2 separate regions of the Sus scrofa genome follow, and region 1 is linked to region 2. Evidence: chromatin contacts called from public targeted proximity ligation data. All regions are on one chromosome and are shown on one strand. The core of a region is the stretch at or near the end of the contact, and the rest is flanking DNA. Distances in the headings are between cores, read along the strand shown.

The links.
Region 1: a contact with region 2 is called in a targeted proximity ligation map of alveolar macrophages. A contact is called at or near these places in 1 of 47 Hi-C or Micro-C datasets (heart right ventricle) and 1 of 2 datasets of targeted methods (alveolar macrophages).

What each region holds. Positions count from the first base shown.
Region 1 is chr4:107,435,809-107,442,756 of Sscrofa11.1, forward strand. The region is part of intron 1 of LRIG2 (leucine-rich repeats and immunoglobulin-like domains protein 2); the gene reads right to left. Among named protein-coding and RNA genes, the nearest start is that of LRIG2, 72 kb to the right of the region's middle.
Region 2 is chr4:107,101,229-107,108,844 of Sscrofa11.1, forward strand. The region is part of intron 1 of MAGI3 (membrane-associated guanylate kinase, WW and PDZ domain-containing protein 3); the gene reads right to left. Among named protein-coding and RNA genes, the nearest start is that of MAGI3, 15 kb to the right of the region's middle.

The sequences.
Region 1 (6,948 bases), core at 2,188-4,687, 330 kb after region 2:
CACAAACTGAATTTGCTCTTCATTTCTTCCCCAAAGCCTCTCGGCTTATCTAACTTTCAACCCCCTCCCCCTTCCTTTGATGTCTGGGAAACTCAGTTCCCCTCTCTGTGTTATGCACCACAACTGCACTCTCCACCCTCTGACTGCCCCCCAGGCCTTCTCTGCTAAGCGGGACTCCTGACCTGTGCTCTGTTAACCTGTGAGCATTTTCCCCACAGCTAACCCTTCAGGGCCACTTCGAAAGCTCTTTTTGGGGAGTTTCCGTTATGGCGCAGCAACCTAGTAACCATGAGGTTGTGGGTTCAATCCCTGGCCTTGCTCAGTGGGTTAAGGATCTGGCATTGTGGTGAGCTGTGGTGTAGGTCGAAGATGTAGCTCGGACCTCGTGTTGCTGTGGCTGTGGTGCAGGCCAGCAGCTGTGGCTCCGGTTAGACCCCTAGCCTGGGAACCTCCGTATGCCAAGGGGGCAGCCCTAAAAAGCAAAAAAAAAAAAAAAAAAAAAAAAAAAAAAGAAAGTCCTTTTCTTTTCTCCTTCCCCCAAACCCCTGGGAGGATCAGAGGCCAAAACAGAGATTGATTTCCCCATCAGTGTGCATTTCGTCACCTTCATTAAAGGGAAGAAGCTGTAAAAATCAATTCTTCTTTTAAAGTGCAATTTTAATTATTGAGATTTATAAACATTTTAAATACATATTTTAAAATATACACTCTAAACACATTTTAATATCTTTTATTAACTTGCTTAATATTAAATTTCATCAATGTGTTGCCTAAATCTAAGAAAAGTGAGGTTTTGAAAGCTCATCAGGATTTCCTAATTCTGAGAAAAACGTCAGGAAGGATGTAATTAGCTCATTCGCCCACAGATATAGCCCTATTCTGCCCAGGAGAGGAAGGAAATAAAGCAGAACTCTCTTAGCCTCACTGAACACCCAGGCATCAGATTCTGCACTGTTTCAATTTCTCCTTGCTGCTGTTTGTTCTTCCACACAAGGACCTGGCCAGACCTACAGAAGCCCCCTGCTCTGGAGCAATTCAGAAGGGTGATGGGAGGAAGGTCTCCTAGGAGATAATGGACTTTCTGTCACTAAAGGCAGTTGGGGGCTCATGTGATTAAAGTAAAATTAAAAGACGAGGCTATATTTATACCCTAGGATAGAAGGCATGTCATACCAGTTATGCCTGATTACATAACCCAGAGTGTCCCAAGACTTCATTAGCCTAAGACTACAGAATCGGGTCACATTTCTTTAATACACACATTACAATGACTCCAAGTCATCCTCTCTGGACTCTGAGAAGCTGATTCTCATTGGATCCTCACTTTTCTTCCTTGTTTGTTTGTAGCAGGAGTCACAAAAGAAAGCCCATGCCATGCTGGCATTTGCAGGCCTCCTCCCCAAGTACATCTACCTTTGCTGCTGCTCCACATCTCCAAGGCCACCAGATGCCATCGGGGGCCTGTCTCCTCCCCCAGACGTGTCTCCCCAACAGGCACACAGGCTCCACCCTTCCCTCCCCAAACAACAGCTTTGACCAGCACATGGGTGACAAAAAAAGTCTGACAGAAGCCTTGAGTATCAGATACGGCGTGACAAGGAAAATGGAAAGAAACCTAAACTGGAGGGAACGTATCACAGCTCTCTGAATTTGTTCATCCACACCTTTCCAAGGGGACCCTCTGCCAGAGCTGGCTCCACGGGCCTTCCACCTGTGCAATCATAGAGGCCCCCACGCTTGCAAGGCTCCCACATTTAATGTTCTGCTGTTGCCATCTTGAGATTCTTAATAAATTCTTGAACAAGAAGCTCTTTATTTTCATTGTACACTAAGCCTTGCAAATTATGTACCCACACCCTCCATTTTTTCAATTGAGACGTAATTGACATATGTATAACATTATACTCATCTTAGGGATATAATATAATGATTCACTATTTGTATGTATTGCCAAATGATCACAAGTCTAGTTAACTTTCACCACCATACATTGTTACAGTCACACCCTCTATTCCTCTCCTAACCCCCCTACCTGCCAGTATTTGCCAAGCCCAGATCACCCTAACCAGCCAAAGTGTCTATGATGATGCCCTTTGTACCTGGAGGTCTGGTCCAACTCCAAACACGAAATCGCTCCAGAGAGGCAACCCTGCCCCCAACAAAGACAACCAACAGATCACTTAAGAGAGATGAATTGTCCTTCAAGGACCACAACCACAAGGCAGTGTATAAGGTGCTTTGATTTCAATACAAATAGATAACCAGCATTTACCTACATCTCGGCTCATACCCACAAAATAATCCAAACGTGGTTATCTAAAGATCCAGATATTTGATCCCATGTAGACCAAAAAAGCAGCAAACAACTACATGTTTAACTAAGATATGCTTGTTTTGGTTGAAGAAAGTGGCATCACAGAGAAAGACTTACTCTGTACACGAGGATGTGCTACAGAGAGGCCAGAATGTTCGACACCAGAACATTCTCAAAGCTGTGGCTGCTGCTCTCATCTCCTTCCCACCTTTTACCTCCCCAATTTCTCCCCCCTCCCCCACTTCTCCTTCCTTTCTCCGTTCCACTCTAATTCCACTGTGGCCCCTGTAGGGCAGTTTAAGTAACTTTCTAGGCCTGACCCTTAGGTATCTCCCTAGCAGGAGTCCTGTACTCGGCCAAAGTCCCAAGGGATGGGGATGCAGGGGTGATGGCCCACGGACACTCAGCTCCAGCTCCAGTCAGATCTGGGAAGTGGCAAAAACAAGAACCAAGAGGAAATGGGTCACAGCCCCGTGGTTGGCAGAAACAACTGCTGTGCCTGAGCCTTTATTCTAGGAACAAATCTTTGCTCTCTTCACCAGTGACCCACGTGAATCGTAATTCCCAAGAGCCATAAAGCAGAGCAATAAAGAGGGCTGATTCCACATCTGCCGGGTAAGTGTTCCCTGGCAAGACAAGAAAGACAGAGAGACACAATGCTTTCATGGAGACAAAAGGAAGAAAGAGACTGGGCAGATGAGATCCTTTATAGAAAGTCTGAGCCTTGACTGACAGCCCCTAGATGCCTACACACCAAAAATCTCTTTTCCTTTCTTCTTTTTTCTTTTGAATCCCTCTGCCTATTTTAAACACCTCTTCTTTCCTTTTCAAGGTGAGGTAATGGGGAAAGAGCGACAGCAGAGCCAAATCAAGCTCGGAGCCTGGAATCATGGGAGCCGGAGGAGATCTTGGCAGAACCCCACTGTTTGTTGGATGGGTTCTGGAAACACCCACTGAATTGGCTACTTCTTCCTTCCTGCAAAGAAGACTGTAACAAGATTCTTTCTACTGCCTGAAGTGGTGACTCTCCGACCTCTTGGCCTTAGTCACGTCCTCTCTCCCACCCCGGCCCCAAGGACTCTTCCTCTTCTCCTTGGCAGGTCCGGAGCCCCAGCGTGGTATTTCTCAGTCGGCAGTAGAGGGCGTCCTGGCCCCGGAGAATGATCGGGTCCACTCCCGCCACGCGCGCGCGCCCGCAGCGCTAATGACTTGCAGCTCCATCAACATAAAGCAACCTCTTCACAAAGGAACATTGTCACTAAGCATTTTCCTTTTCATTCTTGAAAGCTCCACTGCCCTGGCCAACCCCTTCCCCCTCCCCTCTGCCTTCTTGCGCGCTCTCTTTCCTCTCCCAACCTCTGGGAAGCAGCAGGAAATGAACAAGGTCCACAGTGAAGAAAAACAAATCCAGGGCCCTGACGAGGGAAACCGCAGGGAAATGACCAAGTGGCATTAACAGCTGCAGGAGCTGTAGACAGCGCTGTGTGTGTGTGTGTGTGTGTGTGTGAGAGAGAGAGAGAGAGAGAGAGAGAGAGAAGGAATGTGTGTGTATCCAGTAAGTATAACCGTACTTTCCAAATTTCATCATACATAGAGATCATCTGGAGAGCTTGTTAAAACAGAGCTTCCTGGGCCTCACCCAGGAATTCTGATTTAGTAGGTCTAAGGAGGGGCCCAAGAATTTACTTTTAACACTCCCAAGATATCTTAATGCTGCCAGTGGTAGGCTATATTGTGAGTGGCACTGTGATACACCAAATGCAGTGCATACACTGTACCGATCTGGGTCAGGGCCTGGCTTGAATAAAATCCCGATAAGGTGAACTCCCCCAGAACAGTCAGTCCAGATCCTTCCAAATCCAGGCCAGAAGATCTCACAGTTCAGCCTACTGCTGTTCCCTCCCCTTGGAAAAGGAGCAGAGACTGTATCAAGCAGAGCTTTGTTTGGAGGGGGCTGGAGTTCAGAGAATAGGCCAGTTCTCCATCCCAACCAGCAGGAGAATCCCAGCAGGCCCCTTCCCTCATAGTAGGCAAGGGATGGAGACTCAACTCTGGCTGTGTTCCACAGCTTGTGCCCTGAGGCCTCCTCAGCATCCTGCAAACCCCAGAACCTCTACAGTCACAGAGCTTGGTGGAATAATCTGGTTACCTTCCAGAGAGCTGAGCACTCAAAGGCACTTAGAGTAATTTAAGGAGAGGCACTCGATTCTGTTGATGCACCACCGGAAGATAACAAGACAGAAAACTTTGATAAACCCAGTCCTAGGAGTTCCCTCTGTGGTACAGGGGGTAAGGGACCTGGCATTGTCACTGCTGTGGCTCTGGTTACAGCTGTGGCACAGGTTGAATCCCTGGCCTGGGAACTTCTGCATGCAGGAGGCACAGCCACATTTTTTTTTTTTTTAATAAAAATAAAAACTTATCCAAAGACTGTAATTAGTAAAGAAATAACAGTAGTCACTTATTTAAACAAACAAGCAGTCCTAGTCCTCAAGGAGTCAATAGTTTAACTGGAGAGAAAGACTAACAGATGTGGAAAAGTAAATGTATCTAAGTGTAGTGAGAGCAGGGAGATAGCAAAAAAACAAACAAACCAAAAAATCTTTGAGGCCATCAGAGGAAAGGAGGGCATCTTGAAAGAAGGAGTTGCATTGAAGGGAAAATGTAAGTTCATCATGGAGACAAAAGGGCAAGGGCAAGAGAAGGAGCCATTTGAGTCTTGAGATGTGAAGAAAATTGGAGAAATGCTGAATATAAACCACAGGCTGGAATGAGGCTATTTCAGCCGGCTTTGAGCACTTTATCACCAGAAGACAAAAGGGAGACCAAATGGGAAGTTTTATTTCATAAACGCCTGTAGGAACTGTCAGCAGGAGGCACTTTCCCTGTTAAAATGCCCTACATCCCAGGGAAGACACTGGGTCGGGGCAGGGCTGCTTCTCCTTCTGGAGGCCCCTTCGTGAGCCCAAAGAGGGCTTTGGGTCTAGGGTCTGATGCTCAGCTCCCTCATCTGGCCATCTGCATGGCCCTTGCAGTTAAAGGGCTAGCAGCCTGCAGTGCCAGGCTATAGCAGATGGACTAAAAGGGCAGAAACCACAAAAGGGCCCAGAAGGCCAGTCAACGAGTACAAGAAAACCACACCCAGTGACTCCAGAATGACTCAGGAGAACCTAGGAAGTAGGGTAGGTTGTTTCAATACCCTGGAGTAGGGAACAAAGAGCACGGCTTGGTTACTGCTCCTCTGCCCTAGTTTAATTCCCCTGGGCACATGGGGACACATGGTTAAGGTGGAGACCCACAGGGCTGCTAGAGGTTCAGGCATATAAATACTACCCAAAGGATACAGAACCACGGACACTTTCAAAGGACTCAGTTTCCAGGTCCTCAGTTTTCATTCATGTTCTTCCTTAAAACTGGTATGCCTCAGAGGACACCTGCAGCCCTGATTTTCTTTTCCTATCTCTTTCTCAACTGCCCTCTTGCCACTTGACCGAAAAACAAAAAAATGAAAAGCTTACCTCTCATTCCTCTCTAAACCTGCTAAATGAGTCATTCGTTGTTGCTCTAGGATATAAAAACCTCTGGGACATCACAGGAATAATTCCACAAATATTTTAACCCAAGGAGCCATAAACACCTCTCCATTCTTTCCATCTCCTTAAGAAACAAATTCCCAGAGTTCCCGTCGTGGCTCAGTGGTTAATGAATCCGACTAGGAACCATGAGGTTTCAGGTTCGATCCCTCACCTTGCTCAGTGGGTTAAGGATCTGGCGTTGCCGTGAGCTGTGGTGTAGGTCGCAGACGCGGCTTGGGTCTGGCGTGGCTGTGGCTCTGGTGTAGGCCGGCAGCTACAGCTCCGATTAGACCCCTAGCCTGGGAACTTCCAGGTGCAGCCCTAGAAAAGACAAAAAAAAAAAAAACCCAAATTCCCAATAAAATGTCACTTTTTTTTCTTTTTTTTTTTTTGTCTTTTTGACTTTTCTAGGACCACTTCCCGCGACATATGGAGGTTCCCAGGCTAGGGGTCGAATCGGAGCTGTAGCTGCCAGCCTACACCAGAGCCACAGCAACACAGGATCTGAGCCGCATCTGTGATCTACACCACAGCTCACGGCAATGCCAGATCCTTAACCCACTGAGCGAGGCCAGAGATTGAACCTGCAACCCCGTGGTTCCTAGTCGGATTCCTTAACCACTGAGCCACGATGGGAATTCCCAGTAATATTTTTTTAAAGTTTTGTTGAAGTATACTTGATTTACAATGTTGTGATAATTTCTGCAGTACAACAAAGTGACTCAGTAATACACATACACACATCCACTCTTTTCCCATATATATTATCACAGAATATTAGTAGAGTTCCCTGTGCTATACAGCGGGTCCCCATTGGCCACCTGTCCCTTCAGTAATACTTTTTACACAATTAGAACCTTCTATCACTGGAAATATTTTTAAATGAATGTCAATATATGTATTTTTATTGCAGAAAAGCAAGTATAACAGAAAATCGATAAAATGCTTCCAACCCCTAAATTATATTAAGACAAGATTACATGAAAGAGGAATCAAAATATAATTACAATTTAGAGAGTTCATTCGAGAATTAGCAAAATTGATGATGGTAATATCAAA
Region 2 (7,616 bases), core at 4,848-7,347:
CTCCTGGGGCAGCTATAACAAAACTAGGTGGCTTAAAACAACAGAACTTTATTTTATTCTCTCACAGTTCTGGAGGCTAGAAGTCCAAAATCAAAGTGTCAGCAGGGCCATGCTTTGAGACTCTGGGTAGCATCTGTCTTTGGCCACTACCAGGAGCTAGGAATGGGCAACCATCCTTGGCACTCCTAGGCTTGGAGCTGGAGCCCTTCCATCTGCCTCCACAAGCATATGGTGTTCTCCCCTCATGCAACAGTGTGTCTTCTTGTCTTAAGGGCCCACTATACTCAGGAGGATTTCATCTTAACTAATTATGTCTGCAAAGACACTATTTCCAAATGGCAGTGCAAACTTTGAGGGCACACAATTCAACACATAACATATACCTTGGCATATATGGCATTATTAACTGAAGTTACAAACTTCCAACTTGTCACGATATTATTTAAAATGGACACAAGTGTATTTCTGATACTTAATAATAAGAAGGACCATGTTCTTTCTGGCCCCAGTTCTCCAGGACTGTCTTTTCTCTGCAGGTAAATTAACAGCTTCATAATTATGAGAAATATAATTATTAGGTCGGTGATCCCAAATCGTAAATATTCTAAACCTGTTACAAACAAATGTCGTGATTAAAATAATAATGAAATTCCATTAAATGTCACTAAAAATCCATTTAGATTGGACCAAAAGATGGGTTGGAGGTTATAATTTCTTCTTTTATTATGTCTACCAGCATAATAAAACAATATAAAGTAAAATTACCTGTTTCAAATCCTGTTTCTATTTACTTACATTATTTTTTAAAAAGCAAATAAATAACCACAAACAGGTACTCTTATTTCCCCTGGTGAAAAGATTCCTACAACAACTTGGTGTAAAAACCCTAGGCAAGAAAGGACCTCAGTTAAGGGGTGTGGGTTGACCACTAGACTCTAGTACAACTGTTCTTCCAGGAAAATTGTCCCGAGTAGTTAATGACTGTCTTGGTGAGGCTGTACCACTGCTTAAAGAGAGGGGGTCGCCATCAGCACCCCTCATCTAGTCAAGCCCCCAAAGTCCAAAAGGGACCACAGAAGAGCTGTGACCTTTTAATTTTTACAGATGCTTCTTCAATCACTACCAGTGACCATTATGGAGGAAAAAACAGTATCTCAGGAGGGGAAAAGTTCACAAACTGCAGGTAATAAAAATTACACATAGTCTCATTTAGCATTTTTGTAACAATAAAATATTTCTATATTGTTTGCTTATAAGCGGTTCCTTAATATATGAAAAGTGCTGATGAATTTCTCATCTGCGTTACAGCACTTTGGCGGTGGATTAATGTGCCACAATTACACAATTTTTTATTCTTTCATTTAGTAAGAAATCATCCCAAGTGATTATTTACTGGCCTTTCAAAGATCTATTTCCAACCACTATCTTTTTTAATGACTTTTTTAAAAGAGTTTGGTTTACTAAAAGCAGTCCAGTTTGAACTTCCAAAACAAAGATATCAAATAAACAGCAAGATATTAGCTATCTCGAGACCAGGCTTCTGGAATATTTCCAAACCCAGGACTAGGGAAAACACAAAACGAAACATATATACACACGTTCTGGGGATAAAGAGCAGCTGCGGAACATCTGTGCAAGGACACACCTAACAGACAGACGACAGAAGCATGCCACCCTAGGCTGACATCCGACCCCCTGAGACCCGACAATCCACCAGGGAGAAGTTCATGAGCACCACACTGGCTTCCAGGATCACTACAAGGTCTGTTTTTTTCCTTTGGAAAGCAGAGAAGCATGGGAGAAGCAATCAGGGAAAGGAGAAAACAAAACAGGAGCAATGAGCGAAGAGAGCAACTGATCGGGCTGAGGCTGTGAGCTACCCACACAGCTGGTCCAGATCTAGGGTCGGCACCTTGGCCGTTCCTGAGAGCACAGGCAGGAGCCACGGGAAGAGAGAAAGATACCGACGGCCCAGGATTCTGGCCTTGAGGCTTGGGGCATTTACAAAATAACAAGCCACTCCGTGTACAAGCAACTACAAGCGTCTGTGTATTGTTTCTATGTGAAAAAAATACCACAAACTATTTTTAATACATTTACATGAATATGTATATTTATAATAGTCACCCCTTCATGAAGTTTGCAATCTTATTCTCACGTAAAACGTATTGGGGGGAAGGGTATGGACCAAACCCCACAAGTCATAAACCCCCTCACCTAGGAAATTCTCATACATCACACTTCTCTCTATCCCAGAAAATCTGAACCCAAACTTTTCACATGCTGTCTCCCCTTCAGGAGAAGAAAAAAAAAAAAAATTTACAGGTTTATTATATGTAAACATAATAAAATTCCAGAATGTTTCATTAAGGTTGGTAACACAGGAACTCACCATTTCCCATAATTCCAAGGACAGGGAATAAAACGAGGTTGGACCTTTTGCAACTGGAGCTGTCGATGATTCCAGAATGATTCTGGATCTTGGGAAGAGGAGCCTCTGGCCCTTCCCTCCAGTGCTCTGCTATTAACACCACGCAGCCTGCCGTCATGTGTCAGGTTTCTCTGATTACTCACAGTTTCTTCTCCCAGAAATTTAGTTTGCACACGGTTCAGTGTGGCCTTTTCAGCCTCGGCTCTCCCTCCCCACCCCCACAACCAGGGGTGTGCTTGGTAAATGCTGACAACTCCCACCACAGCCGTGACAAGGGTGAAAACAGCTGGGAGGGTAGGGCCGTGGCACACCATGATGTAGTGTTTCTGCCACACAAACAGAAGAGATGTAAAGACACACGCGGGCACAGATGCTGGTACAACACAGTGAAGTGAATAGGTGATGACGTGGAATCTAAACAAACCAACAAACCACAACCTCAAATAGTAGGATGCTGGTTGCCAGGGCCTGGCAGAGGAGCGGGGGGGAGGTTGGTAAAGGGTACAAACTTTCAGCTGGAGGATGAATAAGGTCTGAGGATCTAATGTGACTAGTAGCTGATAATACTATACTGTATAACTGAAATTTGCTAAGAGAGGTAAGTGTTCTTGCCGAAAAAAAAAAGAAAGAAATACAAGAGGTGATTCCTCACGTATTTCCTCAGTTGTGGGAATCCTTTCACAATATATATGCTTATCAAATCATCACACTGTTCACCTTCAGTATAATACAATTTTATTAAGTATACCTCACCAAAGCTGAAAAATTCCAAGACATTAATTTCGAGTAATAAGTACCTGTCTTTTAAATACAATTTAATTACAATTTCATCAACTTTTTTCTTCAATGGCTATTTTAGGCAACTAACTCATAGAATTTCAGAAAACTTAACAATCTCATAAAATAATAGAGCCAACGCTCTGGCTCATCACTGCCAAACCTCTCAGCTGAAGCCCCAATAACTAATTGAAAACTGATGCAGCCACTATGCAGTCTAATACAGAGGTTCCTTAAAAAACTTAAAGTAGAGTTGCCATATGATCCAGCAATCCCACTCTTAGGCATATATCCAGAGAAGATTCTAATTTGAAAAGATAGGATGCACCCCAAGGTCATTGCAGCATATTTACAACAGCCAAGATGTGGAAGCGAGCAACCTAAACATCCATCAACAGAGCAATGGATAAAGAAGATGTGGGGTACACACACACACACACACACACACACACACACACACACACAGAGGAATATTACTCAGCCATAAAAAAGAATGAAGTAATGCCATTTGCAGCAACATGGATGTTCCTAGAGATTATCACACTAAGTGAAGTAAATCAGACAAATACAAACATGATATGATATTACTTAAACGTGGAACCAAACAAAAGTATATAAATGAACTTATCTGGCAGAACAGAAACAGACTCACAGACTTTGAAAACAAACTTATGGTTACCAAAGCAGACAGATGGGGGGAGGGATGGACAGCGGGTTTGGGACTGGCATATGCACACTGTGGTATGTGGAATGATTGGCCAAAGGAGACCTGCTGTATAGCACAGGGAACTCTGCCCAGTATTCGGTGAAAATCTATATGGGAAAAGAATCTGAAAAAGAATGGATGTGTGTATACATATAATAGAATCACTCCGTTGTACAGCAGAAATTATCACAACATTGTAAATCAACTGTACTTCAATAAAACTTTAAAAAATGAAAAAATAGTTCAGTCAAGCTGAGGGAAAAGAAAAAAATACATGCACCCCAATGTTCACTGCAGCCCTGTTTACAATAGCCAACACATGTAAGCAACTTAAGTGTCCATCAGCAGATGAATGGATAAAGATGTGGTGTATTTATATGATGCAATATTACTCAGCCATAAAAAATGAAATAATGCCATTTGCAGCAACACAGATGGACCTAGAGATTATCATATTAAGTGAAGTCAGAGTAAGACAGATTTCCTATGATATCACTTATATGTGGAATCTTAAAAATTATATAAATGAAGTTATTTACAAAATAAAAATAGGCCCACAGACATAGAAAACAAATTTATGGTTACCAAATAGGACAGTGAAGGAGAGAGTTAGGAGTTTGGGATTAACATATTCACACTATTATATATACAACAAACAGATAACCAACAAGGACCTACTGTATAGCACAGGGAACTATATTCAATATCCTATAATAACCTACAACGGAAAAAAAACCTGAAAAAGAATATAAATATATGCACCACTTTGCTGTACACCTGAAACTAACACATTGCAAATTTACTATAATTTTTAGAAATATTTAAAATAGATAAAGTCTAGCTATGAACAGGTAAAAAATAAAGAGTTAAAAAAAAAAAAAGAAAAAAATCATTTCCTTTTTGTCTGAGTTCAAATCCCCAGTAAAGGTTCTCACCCGCCCCATTCATCTTTTTAAGCCACAGAAATCATATGCTGCTGACCAGCTTCTGAACTGGTTGCTTCCGATGAGGTGCCTTCCCTGCCCTGGATGCCTGTGGCTTGCAGAGAAGGTTGAGATCAAGTGATATAAAACACAGATGTCGCAGCATACAGACGGCAGATGACGGCCGAGAGGACAGACACAAGCTAACCTAGTACAAAAAGATCACTACAGATGTTAAAAACCCATCAGCCCGAGATCATTCTAACTACAGGCCATTTCAGAAAAAGCAGCTCACAGAAACGACAGTGAGTTATCAAGAAAGGGCTATGTTGTATTTTAAATACTATATTTAATAAGATGCACTCAGCATCCACCTCCTTACAGTATGCCTTCCTGAAAAGCAGAGATTGGGAAATTAAAAACTATTATTTTCCAGACTCCTTTACCTCCAGTATTCAGAATGCAAATTTGCTTCGACCTTTAAGATGCAGGACACAAAATACAGAAGGCAGCAGTAAAGCAGGGCCCTATCAGCCTATGGCTTTTAGCTGCTTTCAGCAAGCAAAGAGGGTCACAGACATGTCAAGGTCTAGTCTCCAGCTTCTAGGGTGTGGAGGGACAGTGGCAGGAGCAGTAGTGCCAGGTTGAGCCTTCCGGTGTCTAGTCCCTAGTTATAGGCATCAAGGTGAAGTTGTCACAGCAGTGGCCAGACGCTAAATTTCTCACTTCCAGCAGTTATGATGCCAACGGCAGTGGCTGCTGTGACCTCCTTGATCACTGCAACAGTGCTATTTTCTAGCCGTGGTTTCAGCGGCAACCTCTTGATTGCCACTTTCCTGACTGTGGCAGAGGTGGCAGCTCCCAGGGCGAGGTGGCCCAAGGCATCCTGGAAGTCATTCTCAGAGGCCTGCCCTGCAGCCCAGCCCTCCAGCTCTTCCAAAGCTTCCCTAAGCAACAAATGCCCTGCATGACATCCATTCTGTTTCCTGCACTGAACCCTGACGGATCCTGCCAAGGAGCACATGCTAGAGTGATGCACACAGACAGATTCCCGCTGTTCTTGCACAGACATACAAAGGGTCCAAGCTAGATGCCACCATTCCCATCAGTCTCCCCAGAACGGCCACCTCAAGCCCCTTTCTTCAGTCTGCCACACATAGGTGACACCTTCTCCCCCGCTGCGGCCAGCCCTCCGTGACCTGAGACATCTACTTGCTCCGTAGCCAGCAGGGGCATAGTTCCTCAGTCACCGCAGTTACACGTCAACTCTCATTACAGCCAGACAAGCTCAAGGACCCTGAACCAAAGGTGCCTGACATCCGTCACACACCTGAGCAGTCCCCTAGGCAGTGGCGGGGGAGAGAAATCAAAGTAGAGGTGGTTCTAAATCAGACGCGCTCACCACCTCCCCAAGGAGGGGCAGGGACAGGATGACAAGAGCCGCCTGCCCTACAGCAGCACCCACTCACAGGGACTCTCTAGCAAGTATAGTGAACCATCTTTCTGATAGGAAAATAATCTGTCAAAGCTAAAACAACGAACAGCAAAAAATACTTACGTATTCAGCTGTTATACCAGCTAACAATTTTCTGATGATTTAAATCTAACCGTAAGCTACAGCGTCATGGAAGGCTAAAAATGCCCTGAAAACCTGCGGCATGTGATTACATTTCTCTCTTGTGCTCCAGCTTCTGGGTTTCCACTGCCTCTGATGACACTCATGCATGCTGATGGCCCAACACACTGAGTCAGCAGTCAGCATGCGATACTTAATGCCACAAGAATGTGGATTTCTTCAAGACACAGAGTAGGTTTAACGAGGCTAATTCTTCTTTCATGAATTTCTTACAGAAATTCTTATGCCAGAAACCCCAACAATAAAAGGAACCTGAGTCCTAGTCCCTGCTCTGCCAGCTTCATGGTAGGACTCCTTAGTAGTGTTAGTCTGTCATTCCTAAACCTCAACTTATTTATCTGTAGACAGAGTATTGGCTAGATTGCTACAGTTCCCTTCCAGCTCAGGGACTGACTTTAAACCCAAACAGAACACTTCACAGCCGAAACACTTAAAGACTAAAAAGGTGCCACAGCCTGTCTTAACCGCCTCTTCAAGGGAACCACCTTGCTGGGTGGTACTTGAAGGCTAGAAAAAAGAAGGGAGACTTGAATACAATGAGTTATTCTTCTATCTAGCTTAAGCTCTATCTAAACCAAGTATACTTTGAACAGAGTCTGCATACTTCCTAAAAATTCCTAATTCCAAAACATCTTACATTCTTCAGAACATTTTCTAGGCTACGTCTCTCAAGATGAGTGTGCCAACACACCCCTCCCCAGGGAGAGAATTTTAGACCAAGTGCACAGGAAACACAAGCACAAGATATCCTTTCCAGTATCAAGTATACAATTTTCACAAGCAGATTTATCCCAGAAGTATCTGGGCTTTAACACGTAACTGCTGAAAAGATTTTCTTACAAAGGTAGCCAGAATTAAGGCGGCCTTTCTGTTTGATTAGTAATTCTTGGGAACAACTGCTTTATCATGCAGTCAAGCTGTACAGATCCAACTGCATTGCCACAACTTTGTTTAGAAACAGAACCAAGCAATGAAGCCTTTATTTTAAGTCCTTGCCCAGTGTTTTACTTGCATTTAACACCCACTCAGACAATTCAGAATTGTGGGGGTTTTCCTTTTAATAGAGAAAAGGGAAGTAAGGGAGATTTTTCAGATATAATGAAATAATGTTCTGTCTGCAAGAAGGAAGATTCAAAACTGTTT